Linked DNA regions of Mus musculus: regions 2 and 3 are each linked to region 1. Evidence: chromatin contacts called from public Hi-C and HiChIP or PLAC-seq data. All regions are on one chromosome and are shown on one strand. The core of a region is the stretch at or near the end of the contact, and the rest is flanking DNA. Distances in the headings are between cores, read along the strand shown.

Region 1 (2,764 bases), core at 150-2,649:
CTCATGAGTTCTAGAGGGAGGTTATGGCGTCCTTTTGCTTTGCCACTGCCCAGTGCTGTGACCTGGGGCAAGTCCACTTGACCTCTTTAAGTCTTTTCCCATTTGTGGTTTATCATGGTCACATAATTTCTGTTTGTGGATGTCAGTACGAAAATCTGTAGATGTAAATCAAAACAAATGAACAAAAGGAAGAAAATAGGACAATTTTTAGTAAGACAGAATGTATTTCCAAAGGATTTCTGATAGGGCAAATTACCTTCATATCTGTCATTTATGAAAGAGTGGATTCAGCGTACCATCCATTTTCTAGAAATCTATGCCATATTATCATTTTTAATGTTCTAAGACACCTCTTGAGAAAGAAATCTGCTTAACTTTATTTTACACCTGTAGTTTTAAATTTTATATGAAATGACTATCCATGTTTCATAAAAGGTAAAATTCTGGAAAATGTTTTTTGAACCAAATGGACCAAGTGGTCCTTTGGTCTGACTTATAATTGTTGTCCCAAGTTTATAGAAACAGGTCCTCTAATGTGAGCCTCGTCTCTAATCATTGGCAAAAGGAATAGAATGAAACTCAGTTTTCTCCACCTGAAATGTACTTTCAGCTTTGTTCTGCTTCTTCTAGATCTCAAATCGTAGTAAAGGGTGCTTGTGCTCAAATCTATGAAGTCATTAACCATACTGGCTGTTGGTCATCTGCCTCCGGGTGGATTTGTGTGAGTACATACATGTTTTCACAAATGACTTCACAGATAAGGCTACAAGAAACACCTTGAACAATTTCTGTCATCCCCATGACTACTCCTGTTCTCACATGTACTTTTGACCTGCTTGTGCTAAGTCACCTGAGAAATTCTTTCTGTTATCCCTTTCTACTTTCTATACCAGGAGGACTTAGTCTCATCCTTGGGTCTCTGTTGCAAAGGGGGATCAGCGCCTTGAAAAATCGCTGCTAGGAGTCTCCAAACTTGCATGAAGTCACCAGGAAATGTGGATTTTTTTTCCCACTGGTATGTGCTAGCACACATTTTTGAGGCTTCTTTTCAAAGGGCCATCTATGTTTTGAATAAGGGTCCGGGACAGTCGTTTTCTGGGCCATCTGCTCTCTGCATACATCAGTGTCTGAGTGTATGTAATAGTGCTGCCATTCTTAAGAGTGTCTGGTTTGGACAATAAATTATGTTGACCTATTCGCCTTCTAGGCTATTACTTAGTAAAGATGGAAATCTCAGGGATTATCAAGACAAGGAAGCCTAAGCCCATTTCTAGGGCCTTTTGTGAATATCATAGCCAATAGAGGGCGCTCCTGCACCACAACACTGGGTGGAAGGCTCTAGGCAGGCCCAGGGCTCAGGCAGCCAGCTGACCTTTCTCCAGGCTGTACTTGGGTTGCCAGAGCAGCCGAGGTGTCAGCTGAGAGCAGTCACAGCCTAGGGAGGAGGAGGGAAGGAGGGAGGCTGGGGCACCAGAAAGGGAGGAAGAGCTGGCAGAGAACACACTCAAACACACATTTCACTGAGACAGAGGCCCAGGGAAAGCACAGAACATGAGCACATACCTACAAACAACAAATAGAACATACCCTACTCATACTCAGCATACAAACAAGGAGATTTTGTTTGTGAGTCGCATAATACAGAAACACAATGTGAATTCAACCCATCACACACAGATGCATGCAACACCATCATCACACCCAGCTAAGCTGCAAGGACAATACGTGGATGTATACAATACATTTAAACGTGTGTAAGCACCTCTGAGGATATTCAGAGCGTGTGCAATATAGAAAGGTAAGCTAGATCATAAAGACACACAGTCTCACACACACACACACACACACACACACACACACACACACACCCCAGCACAGAAATGCAGTAGACCACAGCACACACAGACATCCAAAAGACATTAAAAGCAGAGCACACACAGATAGTGTGTATCTTTTACTCACTACACAGCAAATCCTCCAGGAATGAGACTATGGATAAACAACAGAGATGCATAAGCACAGCCACTGCCCCACAGGCAGACTGTAAAGTATACGTGCCAAATGCCATGTCAGTTCACCAAGCATGCACAGGCATGGGTAACAGATCAAAGGACACCTATCCAGGCAGCATACAGTATGTGCAACACTAAAACATACTACACAGACTAGAAGCTGCATACATTCAAAACACTCAGAATTCAATACATGTTTTGATAAGAGAACCAGGCATGAAGACGAGCAGGGGAAGTGGGTGTGTGATAGGGGAAAGATAGGGCATTTGGAGAAGATACAGGGAAGGAGGGCAGCAGCATATACAATGGTCGGCTTCTCTCTTCTCAGCTTAGGTGACATAGAACAATGATTTTAAATACTGTTATTACGGAGGCTAGACAGAGGCAGCAAGGGTGTCCTCGTAAGAATGAGCCTTAGGCTCAAGGCCAGAGCTTGAGCCTCAATCTCAGCTACAACAATGGCACCAAATCACATCTCCTATGTCTCTTCCTCCATGTCCCTGCAGCTGCCAGCTCATCTCCACAGATGTCTGCTTCAGCTCCACCCATCTCAGTTATCCTCATCAATGAGCTGTAAGGCATGTACATCTCACAGCCCACCCCCACCCCTCAGTGAGTGTGAGAGAGAAACTTTCCCAAACTTTCAGGAAATATAATTTCCATTGCTTTTTAAAAGCACCCAAAAGGAGAAACAAAACAAAACAAAACAAAGCAAACTAACAAAAAGTGAGTGCTCCCAAGAAGGCTTGTTT
Region 2 (2,764 bases), core at 184-2,683, 250 kb after region 1:
TGTCACTATTTTAACACCGATCATAAATGAGCCCTTTTCCACTTGTATTGCTTTGGGGATCAAACTCATGGTAAACTACCTGGCTCAGATCAGAAACTGTATTGGCTTATCACAACTCTAAGTAGTAACAATAATAACTAATATATTTTGCTGATGAAAACTGAGGCACAGGTTTATATAGCTTCTGCATCAGATTTTCAGCCAGATGCCGTGTTGGTAACTACGATGCCATCTGATGCTCTGTTTGTGCTGTGCACATCCTGACTCTATCACCATCGTTGCCACCCCTATCATGGCCATCCCCATCTCTTCCTCTTTTTTTTTTAACTTTATTTTTATTTTCTGTATAAAGGCCTATCTTTAAGTCAAGGAAAGCATTCTTTCCAGAAAGCCTTGGAAGGGAAAGTTACAATATATAGAGATGTTTTGTTTGTTTGTTTTAACAGAGGGAACTGTAAATGAATTTAGGCAATGAGGAATGTTTGATTTCGTTTCTCAAATTATTTTTTTCCTAAGATGAGAGGTGGATTCTTCCATTACGGTTACACAGAAAGTACTGTTAAAAAGAAAAATAATAATAAATGCAGCTCCCAGCAGAGCCCCTGTCTCCCTCCTCTCCAGCCTAAAATACTGTTTTCTTTTTTAGTCATTGTTGTTCTAAACTCTCCTAGGCATATCCACTGAGAAGACACAACGATTCATCTTCTTGTTTTCCTTTCTCGCCTTGCTTCAGTCAGGGCCAGGATGGTCTGACAGAGGGGCCATAGGCTAGGTGACCCCCTGCCCTCCCAGCAACTTAGTGGCCAGGCAGATTGATCCTCAGCCCCTTACTGTGTATCTACCACACAGAGAGGGAGGGCACTGGGCTTTAGGGAGTGCTAATTGAGTTACTGGCCCTGGCTCTAACACTGGGGTGGAGATGCCCTGTCAGGGATGGGAGACAAAGTGAGGCTGAGAGCTGCTGGGGAGAGGAGCTGGGAGAAAGAGACACATGGTGGGGGGTGCCTGCAGTCCTGAGAGATATGATGTGGGAGTCTCTATGAATTTGTTTTCTTGACTCTATGTCAGCATCCAGCAAAATTTGAATCTCCTCAAGCCATGAAGGATGTTCAGTATTAGGTGGATCTTGAAAACAAAAAGAGCCTTTCACAAAGGGAAAAACCGAGTTTCAAGATGTTGAACCGCACAAGGTCTACCACTAAGCCAGGACAAGAAGTGAACTATCCAGGACTATCGTGAAGCACATAGTGTGAAATATAAAGGCACCCAGAGTTGCATATTCTGTAAGGGCTTAAATGTCCTCTCTGAAATGATCATGTTTCCAGCGTTGGCTCAAGATCTATGACTAACTGCAAGCCCTTTAGGGGATCCTGCACATTTTGTCTGACTAATTTGACCTTCCCTCCTTCAGCTTTTATCAGCAGCCTGTCTGCCATTTATGACTCAGTGCCTTAGAGAGGACTCCCCAAAGCTGCTGAACAATGCCTCCAGCCAGAGCCTGCTGGGGGAGTTATCACTTCACTGATATCATGGTTTCTAAAGGAAACCCCAGGCCTGGTGTGTGTTATAGTTCTAAACAGCCGAAAAAGGACAAGATAATTTCCACATTGCAAAGGGGAATGCAGTCGGCATTACTCAAGAGGTCTTGTGGGTGGTGTTTGTTGTAATAAGAAACTTATGTACTGGGGGACTAGGGCACTGGGGGTGGGAAAGTGGGAAAGGGAAGTCACCAGAGTGTTGCACAATAACACATTGGCACCTTGGGAATACTTCCGGATGTGTGGGCTTCTGAAAAGTGAAGGGGAATGCCCCCATAAATCTGTCACCCACCCTCACACTGCTGTTACTGGCCCAGAGAAAACAGCCCTTCTAAATGGTCTGTGATGACAAGGGTGGCAAAGAAAGGCAGAGGAAGAGGAGGAGGAGGAGTGGGGAGGACAACGACAAGAAGGAGGAGGAAGACATAGATTAAGGAAGAGAAGCAGAAGGAGGAGGAAGGGAGGGAGGGAGGGAGAGAGGGAAGGAGGGAGGGAAGGAGGAAGGAAGGAAGGAAGGAAGAAAGGAAGGAAGGAAGGAAGGAAGGAAGGAAGGAAGGAAGGAAGGAAGGAAGTCCATTCCAATGGCAAAGCTCTGGAGGAGAAAAAGCAGGGTCCTGTATTCAATTTGGAGGGAGCACCATACCTTTGGAACCTTGAGCCAGTTGAGACATCCTAATAAATTTTAGATCTCATATCTGGGATACGAGCCACATATAGGCTCATATTGAATAAAGCTGCACAACATAGGGCCACCCCATTTAGTACTATGCTGCTCCCTAAAGGACTGCTCTGGTTGATACTTCTTCTTCCACAGAATCCCGACTCCCTACAGTTACATGAGAGAGGAAAGTCTAGTTTCAGGAAATGCTTCTAAACTTCTTTCTATTTTGTGAAGAGAGTTTTCAGTTAGGATTTTAATACATAATCAGCAGAAACCAGTTTTGGTTAGCTTGAGCAAAATAAATGAAATAAATGATCTATTTGAAACACTCAGTGATGAAGGGCTCTCTCATAGGGCGGGAGAATAGAAATGGCTTTCCCTGAGGGGAATTTCAGGCAGATGGCAGCTGCTCTGGCCCAGGTACTTAGTCTCCATAAGAAATAACACACCTTTCTAGTTTCCTCAGCTATGATGCTAAAGTACTTTGGATACTGTCATTTCATGAATGATCATCAAAATAGGTTCAATATGGCTTCAAAATCCAACCTGTGGCTTGGTTGTCTGC
Region 3 (2,764 bases), core at 141-2,640, 170 kb after region 1:
CAGCCACTGTTTCAGACACTTGTTGCCCCAACTGTCTAGAATGATTATGTGACCACAAGCCCTCATTTCTCCATAATTCTTCTGGTCTGGCTCCCCTTAGTTGTTTTGTAAGATCTTGATCAGGGAGAGCATACTGAATCCTTGCTATATTTTGACCCTGGCGGGAGCTAGTACCATAAAAATTGTGGAGGAGTGCTGGCGCTAGCTCTAAGTTCAGATGGCAACAAATTCTGCTTTCTGAATTTCTGACTTTCTGTGTTATCATCTTCAAAAAGAAATGAAGAACCGCTAGGCACCTTCTATATCCAGCCACAGACCTTTTTGCTCTGGACACACAGTGATAATTCTCAGCATGTTTCATAAAGAACATGTAGGCTTTGTATATGTTCAGATGACCTTCTGTGCCAGACAGCCCTGGAAATATTCCTATAAATCACACTGGCCCTGAATAAGGACATTCAATTCCCTGGAGGTCACACCTTGGTTAATTAGGAAATCATCTTAATGAGGTAAGATGCCTTTAAATCAGGTTCTATATGCTCTAAATTTCCCCCACAGAAACCATGTACACACATACAAACTGAAGGTTGAAGAAGCCATTTATTCTCTAAAGGCAGCCAGGAAGAGAGGTGAGCCTTTGGAGTAAGTCAAACCTTAGGAATTGGGCAAGTTCCCCTGTCCATTCAAGGTTTTATCTCTCATCTGTTAAAGTTGGTTAAAAGGATCAGCAATGATGCCCTTTTGGGAACCAGCATTTGACCAGCATCAAGTGCTCTTGAGTGCTCTGCATAAGGTATATTCTACAATTCATCATGAAAACAGCCACAGTGGATCCTGTATGCTGTCTTACTTCCTGCTCTTTAGTTTCTTGGTTTCAGTTTCTTCTCCCTAGAAAATGTGACAAAGTCTAGCAAATCTGTGGCTAAGCATCAGTTCCTCCGAGTGCTTCTCTATCCCAGTTGGTCATTGACAGCTTTTCTCTACCATAGCTGCACTCACTTGCCCACAATATTATATAGTATAACCAGGATCCTGTTCATGAGTTCATTGGTGGGAAGACAAAGTTTGTCTCACTCTTCTCTGTGTCTCTCACAGAGTCAGGTTTCATATGGATATAAGATCAGAAATACACCAGGCATTAGCCTAGGCTCATGGATGAAAACACATATGCCACTGTTTCCCATCTAGACTCGTCTTACCTATTGCATAGCCATCAGGACACTGCAATTTGAGGTTACTGTTGAGTTGGTTTGGGGCTGAGCACTGGCCTTGCATCTCTCGGCAGACGTGGAAGGAACCACTCCAAGTGCCATCTTTCCGGCAGTGAATGATATTGCTCCCACGGCCCTGAACACCAGAGAAACACTCTTAGGACATGACAGACTCCAGCTGTGCAAAGGACATGCATCTCAGTATGAAAGATGCCATTTCAATGTGTCATTTCCCCCACAGGCTAGAATTGTTCCAAATAACTTGTTTCTAATAGCTAAATCCCAGTCATCTTGAAACAGGGGTATTGTGAGTACCTTATGGAGAAACTGAGGACTCAGATAACAAAGAAGCTTACTCTAGTCTTCCCAAACCGAGTAATTCCAAGGTTTACTAATTTCTAGAATAATGGTCTTTGGGATATTCCAATTGTTTATATTTGTTTTACATTATTGCTGTTTACATTCAGAAACCCATCATCTACTCTTTATATCCAGACAATAAAATGTAAGAGGCAGGCAAGGCATTCACAAAAACTGGTAGCCGTGCACTGCATTTTCTTTCCTTTTTAGATCCAGGAAAGCAACCCAGGTGAGAAGCTTTCTCTTCCAAGGTACTTCCAACTACGATGGCCACAAGAGGGTTCAGAGCGGGTTGTGTGTATCTCTACTTTTGGCTCTTTAAGGTAAGCAACAGTTCACTTCTCATTCTTCTGTAAGTAAGTAAGAGAGTGCAGTTTAAAGACAGATCCTTTCTTTATGACCCACTCAACATGTGAAACCATAGCAAACCAGAAGTTTGATGGGGCTCCCAGAAACAAAAGAGAAATGGAAGGACATTCGTGAAAGAGAGAAGCGCAGGCACAAATGCAAGACAGGGCAGTGACCACGGCCAAGGAAGGTGTGGTTCTGCTGAGCCGTGAGGGCGGGGTAAAGCAGAACAGAGTGCAACAGGTGTGACTCTTTGATGTTGGCTTCAGGAGACTGGATTCTCCAGAACAAGTGGAGAACTACCATTTCCGGATGGATCAAGAGGCTCTGCAGGAGCCTGGAGACTGGTTTGACTCAGCACCCCTGTATCCTCAGAGCCTGCATGTAATGTAGGCCACTCAGTCTGTTACTTGCCTCTCTGCAGATGCTTAGCTAAAGATGGGATGGGAAGTAGTTTTTTGTTTGTTTGTTTGTTTGTTTTTGGTTTTGGTTTTGGTTTTTAACTAATAAGGAAATAAATTGGCTGATGGCCAGAAAAAAAGAAAATAAAGGCATAAACGTCTAAACGAATGAGGGAATAAACAATTAATGTCTGGGAGATAGAACGTGAAAGGGCTGATATGGACTGAAGCTGCCTTGTCTTTAAACACACACACACACACACACACACACACACACACACACACACACACACACCAGCTGCAGAGAAAGGGGCCCCTCTTGAGGTCTATCCCAGGCCAGCAGGAGGTGGGCACCATTGCAAGAGAAGCATATATAGAAGAATGTGGCCCATCTGAGATTGCAGTTATGTGGAAACTAAGAGGGCCTCTTTAAGTGGCTTGTTG

The links. HiChIP or PLAC-seq counts read pairs in DNA pulled down with a chosen protein or histone mark. A called contact is a pair of places that touch in the nucleus more often than the background predicts.
Region 2: a contact with region 1 is called in an SMC1A HiChIP or PLAC-seq map of the NIH/3T3 cell line, with 5 times the contacts expected there. The contact joins two enhancer-like sites. A contact is called at or near these places in 2 of 15 datasets of contacts at CTCF or cohesin (both in the NIH/3T3 cell line), 11 of 484 Hi-C or Micro-C datasets (the C2C12 cell line, LSK cells, Sertoli cells and 6 more), 4 of 115 datasets of contacts at active chromatin or transcription factors (the NIH/3T3 cell line, differentiating embryonic stem cells, embryonic fibroblasts and 1 more) and 1 of 9 other capture datasets (embryonic trunk).
Region 3: a contact with region 1 is called in a Hi-C map of Sertoli cells, with 4 times the contacts expected there. The contact joins two enhancer-like sites. A contact is called at or near these places in 2 of 15 datasets of contacts at CTCF or cohesin (both in the NIH/3T3 cell line), 14 of 484 Hi-C or Micro-C datasets (Sertoli cells, brown adipocytes, embryonic fibroblasts and 5 more) and 1 of 115 datasets of contacts at active chromatin or transcription factors (astrocytes).

Annotation. Positions count from the first base shown.
Region 1 is chr4:65,495,231-65,497,994 of GRCm38.p6, reverse strand. The region is part of intron 19 of Astn2 (astrotactin 2); the gene reads left to right. Among named protein-coding and RNA genes, the nearest start is that of Trim32, 110 kb to the left of the region's middle. Within about 2 kb of position 1,399, at least 103 of the 459 cell types and tissues checked have an H3K27ac peak or open chromatin away from gene starts, as enhancers often do. A contact at or near this core is called in the NIH/3T3 cell line and Sertoli cells, where this site is marked.
Region 2 is chr4:65,241,535-65,244,298 of GRCm38.p6, reverse strand. All of the region lies in intron 9 of Pappa (pregnancy-associated plasma protein A), which reads right to left. Among named protein-coding and RNA genes, the nearest start is that of Pappa, 120 kb to the right of the region's middle. Within about 2 kb of position 1,433, at least 65 of the 459 cell types and tissues checked have an H3K27ac peak or open chromatin away from gene starts, as enhancers often do. A contact at or near this core is called in the NIH/3T3 cell line and Sertoli cells, where this site is marked.
Region 3 is chr4:65,322,322-65,325,085 of GRCm38.p6, reverse strand. It overlaps Pappa (pregnancy-associated plasma protein A), which reads right to left. Exons shown (of 22, transcript NM_021362.1): 18 at 1,200-1,347. Among named protein-coding and RNA genes, the nearest start is that of Pappa, 200 kb to the right of the region's middle. Within about 2 kb of position 1,390, at least 6 of the 459 cell types and tissues checked have an H3K27ac peak or open chromatin away from gene starts, as enhancers often do.